Regions from separate parts of the Callithrix jacchus genome. Here region 2 is linked to region 1. The links are chromatin contacts, called in public Hi-C maps. All regions are on one chromosome and are shown on one strand. Each heading gives the region's core, a stretch centred on a gene start, on an enhancer-like site or on the middle of the called end of the contact. The rest is flanking DNA. Distances are from core to core; before and after follow the strand shown.

Region 1 (2,857 bases), core at 336-2,835:
CACCCTTTTCCATCAGCCTCTGTCCAATACAGAGCAGTGACTCTCCTGCGTAACTTCATGCTGAGAGCACCGGCATCAGTGACCTCGACCTCCCTGTCTGCCACCCCTAAGGACGCTCAGGCTGGTGACTACACAATAAAGTCAACCCCGGCCTGGCTGTCACCTGGGTCCCCATTGACGGATGACCTTGAACGGAGAACTTCCCGCAGCCCCTCTCTCCTATCGAGAAGTGACCACTGTGTGGCTATTTAATCCCTGTGGGCCAGGGGAAGTGGCCAAGGAGGGCACCAACCTCCTCTTCGTGCTTCTCCACTCGAGTTGGTCACAAGCTCTGTACCACTCAGCTGATGATGCTTAATGGAGCCAGAGCCGCCACCTTCTTCAGGCCCACCGCTCCGGGCTCAGAGGACAACTGAATCCCTTGGCCTCTACAGAAACACATCTCTCTCTCAAGGCTTCTGGTCAAAGTCTCCAGGTGGAATTGGTCCATATGAGAAGAGACTCAGGCTGCCCCAAGAAACACCTACCCGCCCCACCTCTGTCACTCGGAAGTGCTCTCTTACCCTCCTCTTCCCTATATCCAGGAGCTTCTCCACCCCACTTCCATCAAGGGTCTTGTAGGGGTCGGGGTAGGGGGGCCTCTGGGCTCCAGCGCGCCCGAGGGATCCCAGACGCCCTGCCCCTGGGGAGCACCACCCCGCGCAGCGGCGCTGGAGAGGCTACGCTCCTTCCTCAGAGGTTCCCCAAAACCGGGGAGGGGTGCAGCTGCAGTGCCCTGATTCCCCCAGGCCCGGCGAGGTTCGGGAGGCTCGCCGGGCCCACGCGGCCGCTCGGAGGCAGAGGAGCCAAGTTACTCCGCGATCCGGAGAGCGAAGCCGAGTCTAGCTGGGCGGTCCAAGAGGCAACTCTAGCGGCGCTCCCCGCATGCTCGGGGCTGGGACCCGGGGGAGGCGCGCGACAGCCCCGCCCGCCTCCAGGCGCCGACCGCGACCTCCGCGGCCCCCGGACGGTGTCCTCCCTTCTCCCGCCGTCCCCCGGGGGCCGAGCCGCGCGCAGCGGAGACATTTAAATCGCCCCCTCGGGACGGCGGCGGGGAAGAGGCCGGAAAGTCGGCGGCGGGCCCGGGGGCCGGGGCGGTGGCCGCCGGGCCGGGGTCGCGGAGCGGGCGGACACTCACCAGCGCGTGTTGTCGTGGAAATGCTCCAGCACCGCGTAGCCGAAGAACGAGTTGGCGGGGCCCTGGAAGCGCACGGGGCGCTGTGGGTCGAGGTTGTAGGCGCCCGCGGGAACTCCCGCGACCACCAGCGCCAGCAGCAGTGCACGGAGCCCCCTGGCGCCCCTGGGCACAGCCGGGCCGCCCATCCCCAGCCGGCTGCCGCCCTCCCCTCTGCTGGGCGAGCGGGGCGCAGAGCGCGCGGGCCGCGGGGTCCGCCGACGGCCGGGAAGCGTCCCCGGGGCGGGAGCTCTGCGCCCGAACGCAGGCGGGATGCGGGCGCCGGGGCGCGGACGGCTGGCTGAGCGGGCGCGCAGGCGAGCACAGGGGCGGCCCCGAGCGGTCGGCGTCCTCTGTCGGCCGGAGAAGTCTGAGCGAGCGGGTCCCGGGCCGGGCGGCGCTGGACTGCGGAGGGGCGCGCCCGCTGGGAGGGCGGCCCGGGCGGCGGAGGCTGGACGGCGCGGCAGCGCCCCCTGCGGGCCGCGGGCCCCGAGCACTTCCCGGGCAGGAGTCGGTCCCGCGACCCGCAGGACGCCCGGAGCTGCCCCCTCCCCGCTGCGCCCCGGGCGCTCGGGTTCCCGGAGGCGAGGCTGCGCCCCTCCGCCACTATGGGTTCGGCCGGCCCTGAGGGCCTGTCTCCCTGCTTAGGTCTCTCTTTCCCTCCCAGTCACAACCAGCAAGGTCCAGAACAACCTGAGTGAGGAGCGAGTTTAGACTCCAGAGTCTGGCCCTGCGCGCCCGCCGCTCCTTCACCCAGTTGTGGGATCAGCTGCAGGAGCGGCGCTCAGTGAACGCCGGCTGTCGTTAATCACAATAGCAGCCACGTGGAAGCGAGCAGAGCGCCCCTCAGTGTTCTAGTCACTCGCTCTCCTACACCAGTGATTCCCGAAGTGCAGTCTCCGGACCAGCAGCATCAACATCATCTGGGAACTTGGCAGAATGCAGATCCTCAGGCCCCACTCAGCCCTGCTGAATAGGGGCTCTGTGGCTGGAGTCCAGCAGGGTCTGCGTGCACTCAACGCTGTCACTGTAAACATGCGTAATAGAAAGTTTACCATCTTCACCATTTTTAACTGTACAGTTTGGGGTATTAAGTATATGCATGTTATGCAGCCATCACCGCCCTCCGTCTCCAGAACTCTTCATCTTTGAAAACAAACTTTACACCCTAAACAATAACTCCTCTTTCCCCTACCCTTACCCCCATCCAGAGCCTCTGGCAGCTACCTTTCTACCTCCCGTCTGTGAACTTGGCTACTCAAACTCAAGCTTCCTACTGAACTGACTGCGATCCTTCCAGTCTGACCACACTATTGTGGTTTCCCTGCCTGTGTTCTCTTCTTTCCACTTTTTACTTCTACACCAGAGTTTGGGTATTGTTTAAAAGCTTCCTGTTGCCCCCCGCCCCCACCCTCTTCTCCTGCCTCAAGATGGAGCCACACCTCCTCAGCATACCTTCACATGGAGGTTCCATCTCCTTTTCCAGCCCCATTTTAAGCCCCTTTCCCACTCCACTTCCCACAAACCCTACAGTATATCCACACACAATTTCGAGCTGTCCTCTGAGCCTGTCCAGCAGGGGTTTTCACACACATCTGTTCCTTCTCCAACGCTGTTCTTTCTTCCTAAAATTGCCTACCCCTC
Region 2 (2,835 bases), core at 183-2,682, 320 kb before region 1:
CTGCTGACAGACCGCTGGAAACTGTTTTCTGCAGCCTGTGGCACGCACATTCTTCTGCTGAGATTATAAGGCCAGGCCACCCAAACACGTTTGGTCTGGATTTAGAGAAACAGAACCTCTGAGCCCTGCAGGATGCATCCGTCCCTCATTAAAATCAGGCGTGGGAGCAGAGTTCCTCCTTGCTCTGCACATCAGGGCTTCGGGTTTCTAGGCAGGGAGAGGAAGTTTGGGAGCAGAGCCCCAGCCCAGCTAGCCTTGATGATGTGTTTCAGGTATAAAGAGCTGGCGCTGTCATCTGGCCATGAGACCAGATGCCAGCAGAGAGGGGCAGGAATCTGGGAAAGGCAGGGCAAGCGGGCGAGAAACAGCCTAAGTCTCAGTGTCAACCCCAAGAGGCAGAGTCACAGTTCAGAACTTAGCTTCTGTCTCCCGTGGGGAGTTTCTGGGGTGGCCTGTGAACAGGGTAATGGGACGGCGTGATGTGATGCAATGTGACACCTAATCTGCCCTGGTGGGATCTGGAAGACGGAAATGAGGACTGAGTCTGTGGTGAATGAAAATCTTGGCCAGTTGTGCTCCCGACTGCGGTTACATGGGAATCATTTCAATCGGGAAAAGCAACGTTTTTCTGGAAGGTTCGGGGTGGTCCCCTTTCAAAAGGAGATTGAAGGTTGCCTAGTGCTGCATGAGTCCGATTCAGATCAGCTAATCCTATTGCAGATGTGCCCTCAGCCCTCAGCTACACTCAGGAACTCAGTACCTAGCCACGGTCATCAAGGGGGGCTCCTCTACGAGTATTGAATGGGTACCGATGCGACAGCCACAGCAACAGCACCTAAGACTCGCGTGGCCCTTTCTACAGGCCAGGCTCTCAGTGCCTTCCACACATTAACGTTCAGTCCTCACTGCAATCCCCTGAGCCAGGTGCTATTACTGTCTGCCCCCCAACCTTTTTTGAGACAAATTCTCGCTCTGTTGCCCAGGCTGTAGTGTAGTGGTGTGATCTCAGCTCACTGCAACCTCTGACTCCTGGGTTCAAGTAATTCTCCTGTCTCAGCCTCCCAAGTCGCTGGGACTACAAGCACATGTCAACACACCCGGCTATTTTTTTTTTATTTTTATTTTTAGTAGAGATGAGGTTTCACCATATTGTTCATTCAGGCTGGTCTCGAACTCCTGACCTCAAATGATCCACCTGCCTCAACCTCCCAAAGTGTTGGGATTACAGGTGTGAACCACTGCACCTGGCCTACTGTCCCCATTTTACAGATGGAGAAACTGAGAGGCAACAGGAGGCCCCATGACCACCAGAGGTCCCCCAGGTAGCAGGGCCACAGAGCTGGGCTGGGACAGACGTCACACAGCTCCAGACATCTGCTTGTCACCAGTTCCCAGCACTGTCTCTTAGGTGGAAGCTGAGGATGAGGCTGGGGCAGGAGTGAGGTGGAGGGAAAGCTTCCTTTCCTCTTCTTACTGTGGTCAGAAGAAACCAATAGCCTGGAGATCGCAGCATTCTCCAGCATGAGCCATTTCTGCCACTGTGGCAAAAAAAATGCCCCCTGCCTAGACCATGGGAGATAAAAGTGCCTGCAGACTGAAGAGAGGCACTTGGGCTGGAACGGGGAACGGGGCATTCTGCAATGTTGTTTCTGGAAGGCAGCTGCGAGATCACGCAGTCCTTGTGGCCTCAGCTGACAGATAAGGAAACAGAGGTCCCCGAGTTTAGCAACTTGTCCAAGGTCGTGTCTGGCCCCAGTGAAGCAGTTCTGTGGTACAGGCGCTCTTGATGATTACTCGATAGTCTTGGCTTCAGCCCAAGCACCGCCGGCTAACAGCAGTGTCGGTTTAGGTCTCCGGGGCCTCGGTTTCCTCATCTATACGTGAGAATGTTGCTATAGGCAGTCACTCGGGTTGTCCCCAGTTGCTAATTCCTCACTTCATGAACTAGCTGTGCATTTTCATTACAGCAGGGGGCTACCTTATCTTATCACACAGATGAGCAATTACTATCCATCCCCCACAACTCGGTTTTAACCTCCCTCTTTGCTCAGAGTCCAGGGAATGTGGTGCTTTTTTCATGTGTTGCAGACCACCCAAGCACCCCCGGCCAATGACCAACAATGTCACTTCTTTGGCTAGCCAAGGACTCTGTGGCCATCACCCCCTTGCTCTTCTCTGCCCACTCACTCCTCATTTATTCCCCAGGCTATCAGAGTCCAAATTCTTCTCATGACATGGCTGCTTATCTCCCAGGGCCTCTGGGAGCTGGCAGAGGTCCCTGGCTATCAGAATTTGAACAAAAGGACTTCACCAGGCACCCAAACAAGGACAGGAGAATGCTGGACCCAGTGACATGGCTGCATTCTACTAAGGCAGGTACTGAGGGTTTTCTATTGGCATCTGTCCTCCCCCTGACCCCGAAGAGGACACTGTATAAACTGAAGCCATGAGACGGTGGTGACTGGGGAAACTGTCAGGCGCCCTGGCTGTGGAGTGAATATCACCTGGTGGCAGAGTCTGGGTCAGGCTCGATCAAGGGAGCCATCATGGTCAGAAGTCACCACGGTGCCAGGCCTGTGAGAAGAGGAAGTGTCCCCTGTTCACTTTAGGGGATCTGGCAAGATGTTGCTTCATGAAGTACTGGGTTGGAAGTGTGGGTTGGGGCTGATTCCATAGGTGAGACACTGAGAAAGAGAGCAGACCCTTAGCTTCATCTGATCCCAGACGGAGAAGGGAAGCCTAGAGCTTTTATTCTGCAGGCTGAGGTGGTCTGATAAAGGGCTGGGAGGAAACAGGGCATTTCCATGTTGTAGGCTCAGGAGACGGAGCTCAGTC

The links. A called contact is a pair of places that touch in the nucleus more often than the background predicts.
Region 2: a Hi-C map of induced pluripotent stem cells shows a contact between it and region 1, with 2.1 times the contacts expected there. The contact joins the enhancer-like site here to the promoter of ITGA9 in region 1. A contact is called at or near these places in 3 of 3 Hi-C or Micro-C datasets (induced pluripotent stem cells and skeletal muscle).

What each region holds. Positions count from the first base shown.
Region 1 is chr17:75,303,565-75,306,421 of calJac240_pri, reverse strand. ITGA9 (integrin subunit alpha 9) reads right to left here and starts at 1,585. Exons shown (of 28, transcript XM_035278481.3): 1 at 1,178-1,585. The coding sequence starts at 1,362.
Region 2 is chr17:75,624,703-75,627,537 of calJac240_pri, reverse strand. The region is part of intron 23 of ITGA9 (integrin subunit alpha 9); the gene reads right to left. Among named protein-coding and RNA genes, the nearest start is that of CTDSPL, 87 kb to the left of the region's middle. Within about 2 kb of position 1,432, at least 2 of the 16 cell types and tissues checked have an H3K27ac peak or open chromatin away from gene starts, as enhancers often do.